Linked DNA regions of Zea mays: region 1 is linked to region 2. A link is a contact called in public Hi-C data. All regions are on one chromosome and are shown on one strand. The core of a region is the stretch at or near the end of the contact, and the rest is flanking DNA. Distances in the headings are between cores, read along the strand shown.

Evidence for each region. A called contact is a pair of places that touch in the nucleus more often than the background predicts.
Region 1: a contact with region 2 is called in a Hi-C map of tassel, with 2.4 times the contacts expected there. The contact joins the promoter of LOC541902 here to the promoter of LOC103653301 in region 2. A contact is called at or near these places in 2 of 25 Hi-C or Micro-C datasets (ear and tassel).

The regions. Positions count from the first base shown.
Region 1 is chr4:61,573,665-61,580,407 of Zm-B73-REFERENCE-NAM-5.0, reverse strand. LOC541902 (Glucose-1-phosphate adenylyltransferase) reads right to left here and starts at 1,888. Exons shown (of 10, transcript NM_001111568.2): 1 at 1,755-1,888; 2 at 96-392. The coding sequence starts at 1,883.
Region 2 is chr4:61,148,347-61,155,659 of Zm-B73-REFERENCE-NAM-5.0, reverse strand. It overlaps LOC103653301 (formin-like protein 6), which reads left to right and starts at 5,954. Exons shown (of 18, transcript XM_008680239.2): 1 at 5,954-6,442. The coding sequence starts at 6,370.

The DNA of each region.
Region 1 (6,743 bases), core at 639-3,138, 430 kb before region 2:
AGAAAAATGTGAATATGGTGTGGAATGTGCATGTTATAGAAATGGCAGATTTTGCATTTGAGGAAATCAGAAAGACACAACAGTAGTAGGGATACCTGAAACCAGTTTGGATTATCTGGGCTCTGCTGTGCAGCTAAGACTTCAACAAACCCTTCATTCTTGTACCCTCCAATGTTGCTCCCGTAGGCTCTTGAGAGGTGACGGTTGAGGGAAGCAGAGTTAAATTGCGTTAGCACATAGATCTTGGATATGTTGCTGTTGAGACAATTGCTGACAGGAATATCAATCAGTCTATAGTTGGCACCCAATGGCACTGCAGGCTTGGCACGCTTCTTTGTCAAGGGGTACAATCTAGTCCCAGCACCACCTCCCAGAATGATTCCAAGAACACTCTGAACCAACAACAAATGTGTGTTATTGTATACAGCCAAGAGTGAGTAAACTAATGGGCACCACAGAAGGACAAGGACAGCTCTGAAACTGAAAAATTATTAGCTCCACGGAAACCAATAACATAATCTCTGCATTATGACAAATTCAAAATACAAAATTCAAAAGACGGGGCAAGTTCAAACAACGCAGGCCACTCGAGTCAAGGATAATAGCAAATGGCCATTATAGTTTCTGCATCAGATCCAAAAACTAATAAGTATTATATTTGTATGGGAAGAATAGACGATTAAACCATAAATAATGATCCAATACCCACAACTACAACACTGACACCATCTTCATCAAATTCTTATTGGCTACTAGCCTACTACAAGGAATCATATTTAACAACATGAGCCTCACAACAAGTGGCATCATAAAATTGCCACATTCATCGGTACCTAGTACATACAAAAAGAAAATACTGTCTAAGCAGCAACTACGAAACGTGCGCATGGAAAGGCGACAAACCCAGCCGCCAATTTACGCATCAAGATGAGCAACGCGTTATTCATATAAAGTTTTTTTTTACAAAAAAAAACAATCTTTTCCGCGCGCGTCCCAATTTCCCACGGAGAACGGCAAATGCGCCTCGGAGGCGCGACCCGACGGACCAGAGGCAAGGCCAGGCGAGAGACGGCCAGGCGCTCCAAGAGAACCCTCCGCATTCCCCGTGCAGGCGGCGGGCGGCGGGGCATACCGTGCTGGCGTCGGGGTCCAGGCAGGTCTGGGAGCTCTTGGAGTCAGCCACCGCGCGCGGGGAGAAGACGAACGACCGGCTCCGCGCCACGGGCATCGAGATGGACACTCCGCGGCTGCGTCGGACGTGGCGCGGGTGCGCGCGGAGGAGTCGGAGCGAGGAGACGTCGGAGGTGGATGGGGAGGGCGCGGCGCCGTGGTGGCGCGGCCGCGGAGGGATCAGGGTCCTGGGCGAAGCTGAGGCTATCGCGGCCATCCTCCTGCGGTGAGGAAGGACGAGGGAGGCAAGACGCCCGCGTGGCCGAAGAGCTCACGGCGGGGAGCCCGTTGCCTCTGGCGTGGAGGTGGAAGCGAGATCGGTGAGTGAGTGGCCATCTCCACACTGACACACGGTCCGGCCGGGAAGGGGTGGTGGTCAGACTGCTCGTGTGGCTGTGCGATTTTAACTCTACTTTCAGTAATATCGTGGCAAATGATCTCGCTTGACATGATGTTGATGGCACGTGCAAGAGGAAGAAGATCACTCATGTACTCACAGCTGATACGTAGAAAAGGTTATTAGGAGGATATGAGTTCCTAACACTATAACAGTACTGTTAAGGCCAAATAAAAATAGAACTTACATCATGAGCTTGAGGATTGAGGTATGTTGAATCATTTGCAGCGGCTTTGTCACGCTTTGGAATTGGCTGCTCGGCGGCGGTGGCATTCCATGGCGGAGGGGAGGCTTTAGACGCCAAAGCCATGTCCATGGTTTGCAACTCGAGAATTATGATTGATCTTACGAATTAAGTTTAACTGGAATTTATAGAATGGGGAATTCGAGGAAAGTAGTTTTGCGTATACAATTATCCATCATGTTGAGGTGTCTTCTGCAATTTATAAACAATAGCTACCCGTACACGTGTACATAAAATAAAAGATTCCATTTCTTTGCTTGATGGGAGGTGTAACAAGCTGTAAACATTTGTTCTTGTATCAATCAACTTTTTTTTAGGTAAAGGCGTGGGGTTCTAAAGTGTGATATTTTGTCATTTTAAGTGTAATACCATTCCTTAACGCGAAGATAAGCGGAGTTTGCTTTCAGAAATGTAGCATATTATTGTGCAAGTTTGTTATATAGCGCTGTATAGCTTGCTGTTCCAAGGCAGAAAGGTTGCGTTGCTGTTTTCCAGACCATGGGGTTACAGTAGTAGTGCACTGCACCGTGAGTATAAGGACAAATGTAAGAGCTGTGTGTCACCATGTGAGGCAATAAACAATGCGAGATTGTCATTAAGAAATCTATATGCCCGAGAAGATGGTTTATATGCTTTTAAGCGGTTGCGCTTCACACGCAGAAGAGAAGAGTGAAGCCATAGCAAACCATTTGCGCGGCACAAGATTACGTAAGATGGTAAAAATGTATTAAAACCATGATATATAATATGGAGTTCATCATGTGATGCATGCAAGAGAGGTTGTACAGGCTAACTACTTCTTTATCTCTTAGAATAATCAATTAGTAATCTCTCTATGCGCGTAAAATCCAATCCTCGGTTTAAACATGAGTCTCTTTATATATTAGGCTACCAAGATGTGAACATATATAATAAAAAAGAATCTAGATGGCTAGAGAATGATGAATGGACTATGTAGAGACTCAGACTACTTGCATTAGCACTAGTTTACTCTATACAAGCCTCTAAAAAAATTCTAGTAAGCTACACTTACAACAGCACTGTACATCATTTTCGGTGGCCACTGTAATTTTTGACGGCCAGGGCGTGGCCGCCGAAAATAACGATTTATTTTCGGCGGCTCCCTGGGCCGCCAAAAATAGCGTTATTTTCGGCGGCCACTGACACGACCGCCGAAAATAGCTCAGTCGCGCCCCGCCGAAAATAACGGATTTTAAACTGCATCGGTCGAGCTTCTTTCTCATTCTCTGTTCTCTCTTTCTCACCGCCGCCGCGCCCACACCCAGAGCTGCGCCGCCACGCCCGCCCTAGCCCCGCGTACCGCCACGCCGCCCCTGCCCCTCCCTTCACCAAGAGGTTAATTAAATTATTTTTTGCATATTTTATTCCATATTTTCAGCGGCCGTTATTTAATTACTGCCGAAATTAGTTTATTTTTGTAATTGTGTTTGTTTGATTAGTGTGTGATTAGTATTATTATTTAGTTCGATTTCATTAATGTATTAGTGGTACATGTGGTTTAGAGATTATGGGCATATTGTATTTGTGGCATTAATTACGTATTAATATATGGTACTATTATATTATTAGTTTTATAAGTACATTATATTGGTACGTAGTACAGTTGCATTATTAGTGGTATGTGGTACTTAGTTTGATTTGATTAATAGTGTATCTTTCTTTATTTTATATATAAGTAATATATTGTTTAGTGGCAGCGAGATTATGCTGCCGAAATTTTATTCGGGTCCTGCTAGCTAGCTTGTGGGTTTAGAACCTATCCTTGCTTATACATGTAGGACCGATACCCTTGACGAAGTTGAATAATGTTTTCACGATATGGTCCGGTTTAACAGTCTCAGGCATGGCTGAAGATCGTGCATGGATGTATAATGACTGCAATAGGAATGGATGTCATTCTGATGATTGGGTAGCCAAGACCAAAGATTTTGTGGACCACGTATTCTCCTTGTCATTAACCGACATTGTCAGATGCCCTTGTAGGCGGCACGAAAACAGTATGTTCCTTAATAAGGAAAGAGTTAGCCTAGATCTTTATCAGTTTGGATTTATGCCTAAATATGATGTGTGGGAACATCATGGTGAGGTAGTACTCAACCCAAATGTAGAAGAGGAGAACAATGATTGGGCTGGCGATGATGCGATGTATGAGATGCTAGATTCACTACATCCAAAGTTGAACCTAAGCTCCAAGGATCCTTCCACGCCACTCGCTTTTGTGACCTGGCTCATGGCCATTAAGTCCAAGTATTTTTTTCTCGAACAACTGTTATAATGAGATTTTAAAGTTATTAGAAGATGTGCTGCCAAAGCTCAATAAGTTGCCTAAAGACATGTACCATTCAAAGACAATTATCAAAGGTCTCGGGGTGGATTATGAAAAGATTGATGTGTACAAAAATAATTGTATGATTTTCATGAAGGAACATGCGGGAGAGAGAAAATGTCTGAAATGTGGACAATCTAGATTTGTGGAAGTTGTTAATGATGAGTATGACAAGGTGATGACAGATGTTGCACATAAGCAGCTTCACTACTTGCCACTAACTCCTCGAGTGAAACAGTTGTTTCTATCTAAAAACCGCTATGCACATGCGATGGCACAAAGAAGGTGTCCATGAGAACGATGAGCTGATCGTGCACCCTTCAGATGGGGATGCTTGGAAGGCTCTCGACACGTTTGATCCAGACTTTGCAGTTGATCCGAGGAATGTTCGAATCGGCCTCGCGACCGATGGCTTCACACCTTTTGGTCAAATGGCATCATCATACTCATGTTGACCCGTCTTTGTTATTTCATACAACCTTCCAGCTTCTCTTTGTATGAAATATGAATTTATATTTCTTTGCTTAATCATTCCTGGCCCAGACTATCCTGAAAAGAAACTCAATGTCATGTTAAAACCCTTGATTGAAGAGTTGAAGGAGCTTTGGAAAGGAAATGAAGCATACAATGTTTTTAAAAAACAGATATTCAAACTTCAAGTTGCGTATTTGTGGTCGGTGCATGACTTCATGGTGTATGCTATTTTTACTGGTTGGAGTACACATGGTAGATTGACATGTCCATATTGCGGTTCAGATGCAGATTGATTCTGTCTTGCTCATGGTGAAAAGATCACTTACTTCAATTGTCATCGATGTTGGTTGCCCAAGAAACACCCCTTTAGGAGCGATAAGAAAAACTTTATAAAGAACATCGTGGTCACCAAAGGACCGCCTAAACATCTGAACGCAGCAGAAATATATGCTCAGCTGAACAACCTTGTCCTAAATGAAAAGGGGGACAATTACGAAGGATTCAGAGTGGACTACAACTAGACACATATATGTGGTCTGTGGGAGCTCCCTTATATGCCGTCATTGATTCTTGTGCACAACATTGATGTCATGCACCAAGAATGTAATGTTGCTGAAGCTGTCATACACACCTGCATGCATTTTGAAAAAAACAAAGGAGGGGCACTCGGAAGGGCCACTTTGTCCTACCTCTGTCAGCGCCTGCACAATCCGAAGCTCGGGTACTGATCATCTCGATTGGTGATAGGTACTCATGTTTGGCCACTTTGTTCTTACTTATTTGTTTATTTTATTGTACACTATATATATGACACGACTTCCTTGTTTTTTGTCATGTAGCCAATGGGATGACACGTCTTTCGACGGTCGAGGTCACCATAGACATGTTAATCAAGTATTAGGTAACATGTATTGTCTACATAATCCAGGAATTGTGACCGACTCGAAAGGTGTGGTGGTTTCTTGCACTAGCTGGTCGCACTTCGCACTAGCTCCACATGCATCATATGGAACAACTTAAGGTGCCGTCAAGCACGACTTTTGGGTAAGAGTAATGTTTCACACTAACATTTTATGATTTGTTCCAAACTAACTTTATTTTCGATGTTGGACAGAGACGCTATCGTGTGGAACCTGAGGCTCAAGAGCATGCAGACGGAGTATTAGAGAAAAATGCGAAGAAGGTGTGCAAGGATTGTCACACCCGGTTTTAGAAGGTAAACCGAATGCGAACCATGTACGTGTCAGGATCAGAAATTCACGTACACAGCGATTACATAAATGACTCATCATAGCACAATGCTTCGAATTACAAGAAAGAGTAAGTAATGATATTAAAGACTAGAGTCATTTACATAATATAAATCAAAGTACACAGAATTGAAACGTAGCCAACGTAAATAAACCCACCACAGGCAGCTGACTGGGAGAGGCCACTAGCCTAATCCTCGAACTCATCGAAATCCTAGAACTCCTGGAGATCCGCCTCGACACCTTCTTCTTTACCTGAGCATAGATTGCACCAAAGGCAACCTGGTGTTTTGTGAAAGCAAGGGTGAGTACACATCAACGTACTCAGCAAATGCCCCGTTTGGCTGTAGTGGACTAGCTTTGTGTGGAGTTAAGGTCAAGCAGTTGCTTTTAGTTGATCATGTAATTATTACTAGTAGAGAGCCAGGTTTTAACATTAACCCAAGTTGTTAACCCAAAAGTATTCTTTCCAAACGGAAAGAATACCAGAAACCATAATCATAATCATAATAGAAACCAACATTATCCTCCTCCTCATCTGTACACAAAGTATCTCTGATCAATGTGTCTCTAATCAATGGAGCTCCCTTAGCCGCTCATAACCGCGAGCACGGCTGATATATCAGTTTCATAACACTCTGCAGAGGTTGCGCACTTTACCCACAAGTCGTGATTCCCTTTCTAGCCCGGGCTTGCAAGACCCTTATTCACTCCCAAGGTGAATGGCCAGAGATTCACTATGAAGCCTTTACATAGATTCCCTGAGGCTGTAGCCACCCGTTAGGTTTCCTAAATGCACCGCACTCCTCCCCAAGGGGAGAACCAACCTTGGCAGAGCGAGCCGCATACACTGAGTCCCAT
Region 2 (7,313 bases), core at 4,705-7,204:
CCCATCAATGGTTATTTACTCTAAATTCTACCTATTTGAAGAATAGATTCTTTATTGGACTTAAGTCAGCCAGATGTGTATTCAATCTCCTTGTCCATTAGAATCTAATTCATGTCTTTGTTATATCTGTTCTCATATTGATATGCTTTTAAGTCATGATAATAAATTCAATATGAAGAAGTAAAATTCCTATGATTGATCAAGATATTTAAAAGGTGCTTATTCCTCTTTTCTAATAATGTGCACTAATGTTAAGGATTTTACTTCATATCTGTGTGACTTGTGAATGATGAATTGTTTATATTCCTTATCTAAAAGAAATCATTCTTCATCATATACTCCCTTGTGCTATTAACATCTCTCTTGAGTATTTTCAATAAGTTTGGAAGGAAAAAGAGTCAACTATAAAGGGAGGACACTCAAATGAAAAAGGAAGACATCAAGAGCAACAATACCTACTTGGAAAATGAGATCTTCAAAACAATCTGTGGTGTGGTTGTAAGCATTCTAAATCTTTTTCATTGTGAGAATACTAGGCATAAATTGTTTATTGCAAATTTTGTAAGCCTTGATAAAGATGAATAATGTTTCTCCCTATTTGTCTTTAAAAGTGAGTACATCTATCCAATTCATTCAATTTCTTGATGCATATCTTTAGGAGGAGCCTATCTCTATATCTTGATTATATTGAGACTAACACTTTATCTTAGTAATCTCATATAGTCTCATGTATGAGAACAATTTTCTCATGAAGTATGCTACTACATATCAATCCATCTTGGTAAAGTAATGTCATCTTTATCAAGGATTATAACTTTCATTGTTAAAGAAGCATATTTACTGGATTCTCCCGTTTTAAGCTTGTTTAATGATCTAATGTCTATGTTGTTCTTTTGATCGCATCTCTTGTGTGTTTGATCATTGAATAACTTCAATTAACACTTATGTTTCTTAGTGCCTCATGTAATTTCAATCGATATCTCTCTTGATATGCACTAAGTTAAAAGGAGAGTTCATGATATATTTATGCAATTTATGATCTACTTGATATATAATAACAATGACTTAGAAAAGGATCACTAGTTGTAGAACCCTCTCTTGTGCACAATGAAGATCTGTCTTGAATATAGGTCTTAAGTAACTAAGACTAAGGACAAAGCACAATGAAGAGGGCATCTCTATGTGAAGGTACAAAAGGGTAAAACTACTTCCTCTCATTTACACATGTACCTAAATCTTCTATACATTCCTTGCATATCTCGTATAAAAGGAAGAGAAAGCATGTCTATGCATATCCCTGCTTCATACCTAGTTTAACCTCTCAAAAATTTTCATTCTTGCATTAATGCACTTTTGTTGCAACTAGGTGAAATGATCTTATTGTCAAAGAGCTTAAAGCTTAACCTTGTAACGAGGATAAGCTACCTTTGTTTCAAAGGTGGAGGGTCCTTAAGTCTCTTTGAAATCCTTAAGGGTAAATGCTTAAAATGATTCCAACATGCTTTCATAAGTGCATAGTTTGTCATGAGCATCACACTTTTATTATGACACATTGCACTTCACAGTTTCTATGATAAAGATATGTTCTCATTAACCTAATTATGTGCACTTGGCATTTAAGGCCAAAATATGTATTCCTCTCAAGGCACATATTTAGGGGGAGCAATCTATATTATATAGAACTGTTTAAGCTTAATTGACATATCCTTTTAATCATGTCTCTTTCCTTTGGTACATTTGCATATTTCCTATCTCTATTGTGCCAAGGCTAAGACTAATATGTTTCCATGAGCATCTCATGTATTAAGTCTTAGATTGAAAGGGAAATGGAGTATTCGGCAAAGACATCGCTTCCACTCTACATCTTCGATATTATCCTTCCTTGCCGGTATTCCGCCAACTCTCCAATTTGGTATAATCTTCACTCATATATTGTTTGCCAAAGGGGGAGAGAAAGTAAAAAAGGCTTATATTTCACTCACAAAGTATCCGTTTTTGGTGATTCATGCCAAAGGGGGAGAAAGTATTAGCCCAAAGCAAAAGAACCACATCACCACCAATTTCAAAAAAATGTAGTCTTTCAATTTGTATTAAAAAGTTTTTCAATTGGTATCTTATTTGATATAAATTCAAATTGGTATGACCCCTTTCAAAATTAGTATCTAAAACCCTCTTGAACACTAAGAGGAGAATTTCATTAAGGGGGAGTTTTGTTTAGTCAAAGGAAAAGCATTTGAAACAGGGGAGAAAATTTCAAATCTTGAAAATGCTTCTCAAAATCATATTCATATACCTTTGACTATTTGCAAAAAAGACTTTGAAAAGAATTTCCAAAAGAGTTTGTAAAAACAAAACAAGTGGTGCAAGCGTGGTCCAAAATGTTAAAATAAAGAAAGCAATCCATGCATATCTTATGTAATGTAAATTGGTTTAATTCCAGGCAACCTTTGCACTTGCCTTATGCAAACTAGTTCAATTATGCACTTATATATTTGCTTTGGTTTGTGTTGGCATCAATCACCAAAAAGGGGGAGATTGAAAGAGAAATAGGCTTAAACCTTTTCCTAAATGATTTTGGTGGTTGAATTGCCCAACACAAATAATTGGACTAACTAGTTTGCTCTAGATTATACATTCTACAGGTGCCTAAGGTTCAACACAAACCAGCAAAAAGAACAAGTTAGGCGTTAAAAGAAAGGAGCAAAAAGGAAACCGTAGTGTGCCCTGGTCTGGCGCAACGGACTGTCCGGTGCACCAGGGTGAATCAACTCCAACTCCGCAGCTTCGGGTTTCCTAGGCGCAGCTCCGCTATAATTCACCGGACTGTCCAGTGTGCCACCGGACTGTCCGGTGCACCAGCGGAGCAACGGCTACTTGCGCGCAATGGTCGACTCTGACGAATGAACGGTGCAGCACAGTGTCGCGACAGAAGTCAGAGCAGCAGGTCAAAGGGGCACCGGACTGTCCGGTGTGACACCGAACTGTCCGGTGCAACATGAGGACAAAGCCTCCAACGGTCGACCAGCTCCAAGCCCTAACGACAGGGTGACGTGGCGGCGCACCGGACACTGTCCGGTGGCGCACCAGACTGTCCGGTGCGACCATCACCAGCGGCCTTCTCCAACGGCTACAATTTGGTTGGTGGCTATAAATACCACCCCAACCGGCCACTTCAAGGAGTGGGAGCCCAAGCAACATTCCAAGTCATATAGTTGACATATCCAAGCCCTCCCAACCACCTCTATTCATTGATCCATCCTATACACAAGATTTAGACCACTACAAACCACACAAGTGCCACAAAAGAGAGAACAAGCAAAAGAAAGTCTCTTGTGAGAGTTTAGCTCTAGTGCCTTGTGAGATTCATTGAGAGAAAGTGTGTGCTACATCTTGCGTTCATTTGTGCGTGGAGTTTTGACTCCCTTTGAACTTCCTCCAAAGTTTTGGAGGCTTGTAAAGCTAGCAAGAGACACCTAAGTGTGTGGTGATCCTTGCGGGGTCTTAAGTGATCCTTGAGAAGAAGAAGAGCTCTCCGGTCTTGGGGATCGGTAGAGAGAGGGAAATGGTTGAAAGAGACCTGTCCTTAGTGGACTCCTCAACGGGGACTAGGCCTTCGAGGGCCGAACCTCGGTAAAACAAATCACCCATGTCTATTGTGTTTATTGCTTGTGATTTGTTTGTTTTCTCCCTTTCCAAGTTCTCTTGCATTATTCTTTGCTAATATTATTTGGTATTGCTTCGAGTTAAAATCTCATCTTGTGAAGCAACGCCTTGCAAGAAAGAACTTGTGTTATTGCTCTTCTTATCTAAGCCCTCTTGCTTTATTCTCTATTATCCTATTAGTTGTATTGATTTATCAATTCCGCATTATTTGAAAGCAATACTCCTTACAAGCAAAGGACTTAGTTTTTATACTCCGATAATTGTGTATCTTGTTCTAACCACTAATCAAGGGATCGAGTTGGGGTGTAAAGTTATAATTTTCAGATTTCGCCTATCCACCCCCCTCTAGGCGACTTTTAGCCTTACCGGGGGCATTTCAGGCGACCTGCGAAGCAAGTTCATGCCTTGATGACCCGAGGGATATATATCCCCCACAATATGAGTATGCTTTTAATTGACTATATGTGACATGCCAATATTATAAAGCCTGCTACATGTTATATTATTAAACTTGCTCTTAGGTGTCTTTGTACTTAAAAAACCGTTCCAAGAGCTCTAGGTAGTACTCCCTCTGTTCTTTTTTATTTGTCGCAGTTTAATTCAAAAATGAACTAACGAGCGATGAATATTCAAGAACGGAGGTAGTACTAAGGATGGCAATGGGAATTCCTTGTCGGGGAATAGCTCCACATCCCCATCCCCACGACGAAAAGATTTTTCCACGGGATCCCCACAAATGCTAGCGAGGGATATTTCCTCCCAATCCTTGTTTCCCGTCGGGATAAATCCCTGACGAGGATCCCCGTCCCTATTTAAATTATAATTAGGACAAACACTCTTTGTTATTAATGCAAACCATTGTCACTTATAAAATGTTGTTAGATATAAGAAATTATTATATGTACATCAAAATTAACACATTTGTACAATGAGTGATATCTTGACAAGGTAAATATTAATTTTTAACATTAAGTATTACACGAAACATCGTCATATACTAGTTTAATGGGTCCCAGCGGGAACACGGATGAGGAATGCTTCCCATCCCCATTTATCCGTCGAAGGAGAAATTTTTTCTATTTACATTTCTGCGGGGGAAGAAACTTCTACACTCATCCCCTAAAGGCTAATTAGTGACCAGGGAAATAGAGAGAATTCATGTGGAAGCAATAGCAAGGAGATTTCTTTCCCATAGATTTCATCCATTTTTCTTGGCCACAAAACTAATTTTAATGGAAAAATTTATCGCGAGAAATTGGGGATCGAGTCTCTGTTGTGTTGTACATATCCAGGTGTACATTCGGGCCGCCCAGCCCGGCAAGGCCCAAGCCCGAAAAGGCTCGTATTGTTTGAATTTCAGGCCGGCCCAGCCCATGGGCCTAGCCCTCGGCCCACGCCCGACACATAATTGCTTAAACGTGCCGGACTCATTTCGGGTGGCCCGGAATTATAAAAGCCCGAAATTCAATTTTTGGCCCGAAATTCACATCAAGGTCCGAAATTCAATTTTTGGCCGGAAATTCAGTTTTTGGCCCAAAATTCACATGAGGGCCCAGAATTCACATCAGAGCCCTAAATTCAAAACAAATTTAATAAAACAAATAAAAGATAAGACAAATAAATTTGACCAAAAGCAAACATAATATTTGTATTAAGTTACCAGAGCTATGCAATGACTACCTCGTTTACAAATCATTTTGTTAGAAGAAAAAAGAGTATAATCAGCTTTATACAAAGTTCGCAAGTTCAATTCATTATCTAATGTTCATAACCAAAGTAAAATTACATCACATACTCTAATTCAAAGCTACAAAAAACATCTAACTAGCATTATCTCTAGCTAAAAAGTGTGGAATAAAGTGTGGTTTTAATAAATATATGAGCCTTTTCGTGTCTCTATATAGGCCATTTCGTGCCTACCTTAAACGGACCGTGCTCGTGCCCGCCCATGGGCCGCGACCTTAGCCTAAACCCGACCCGATATATCGGGCCGTGCCGGCCAGCATTAAAATATTTCGGATCGTGCCGTGCCTGAGCCATGCTTTTTTTTCGTGCTTCAGATCGATCCATCTAGCCTGACCTAAATGTACACCTATGCATATCCTTATATTTGTTGTCAGACGTGAGAAGGCTTGTATTAGTGTCAGCGTGCGAGAGCGACTAGAGACACTGGACAGCTAGTAGCCAAAGCTCTAGCCGGAACGTTGCCCCCTCGACACTTAACGGTAAACTGCCACGTTGCAGCACAATAGAAAATAAAAAAGTCGAAAAGTAGAAACGGAAAAAGGACAGCTGCGTCGCTTCCTCTCGAGTGCAACAGGGACACAAGGCAACAAACACAATCTCGCCCAATCTAGCTCACTCCGAAAGATCAAACGCCCCACCTAAAACACCATTAAAGAAACGCGCACAGACACAAAAAAAAAACTCTCTCCGTTCCTCTTCACACCAAAGCACGGGAGGCGAAGAAGAGGACAAGGGGCGGAAGGCTGCAAACCCTAGCGCTGGGTCGAAGCAACGTCGTGCGCCAGCCACAGGCGCCAGACCCGCGCGCACCTGCATTCGCGATTCCTTTACCTTCACGCCGCGGCAACTCCGCATTGTGTTGTGCCGTGCTTTGTGCCAGGACGGGGATCCATGGCGTTGTCGGCGCGACGAGGCTCGTGGTGGTAGGGCCGCGCGGGTGCCGGATCCGGGAGACGCGGCATGGCGCTCTTCCGCAAGTTCTTCTACCGCAAGCCGCCCGATGGGCTCCTTGAGATCACCGAACGCGTCTATGGTGCGTTTACCCCGTCCAATCCCTCCACCTTGTGACCTTGTCAATGCCAGTGTCTATTCGCAGGGGAATGCTCTCTGCGTGGTGGTCTGATTTGCGTTTCCATTGTCGAATGCCGTGGTAAATGTGTCGGGGCAATGCGGCGTTACTGGAAATGTTTCGGTGTTTGTTTTTTCCCCTTATTGGTTTGTCGTGCAAACGTCTTTACTTCCTTCTGGTGAGAGACCGTGTTGAGATCAGACTGAGGAAATTTCAGCGACCATCGACCTTTAGCAACACTACTTCAGCGAACGTGCTGTAATATTGAGTCACAATTTTTTTTTACCTTCTAAGCCATAATTTCTGGAATTGTTTCGGAGGACAACTGTTTGTCTACAGTGTTGTTACTTGCAGTGCCGTGTGCAATATGGTTCAGTGTATTGAGGTTTGCTTACAAGGCATTACTTCTTTTGTTTTGGATTTCTAAGGCCAATCTCAGAACAGGGAGGGGGGGGGGGGGGGGGGGGGGCGGTCATGAGAGTTTTATAAGTACCATTAAGTAAGATATCAATGTAGCAAATATACTGCCATGTCACAGTGCTGATGAAGAGATAGAAGATCAAAGTTCCATGGTGTAAAATGAGTTGTGGGGATGAAACCCTTCCACAATGTTTCCAACACATGGAAGCCTTGGAAACTGGGACAGGAAACCCCCACCGAGACTGGCGTAACCGCTTAAGGGTGGACGTGGTTCAACCATGGAGCAAACTGGAGTTGATCCAGCGATCCATGCACTGTGCAGAGGATTATATTAACTTTGTTTGACTCGATGGCCAAGTGGACATTATGGGTTGAGCATTCATACAAGAGGCGGAGCTGCTGTGGTGCTTGGCAT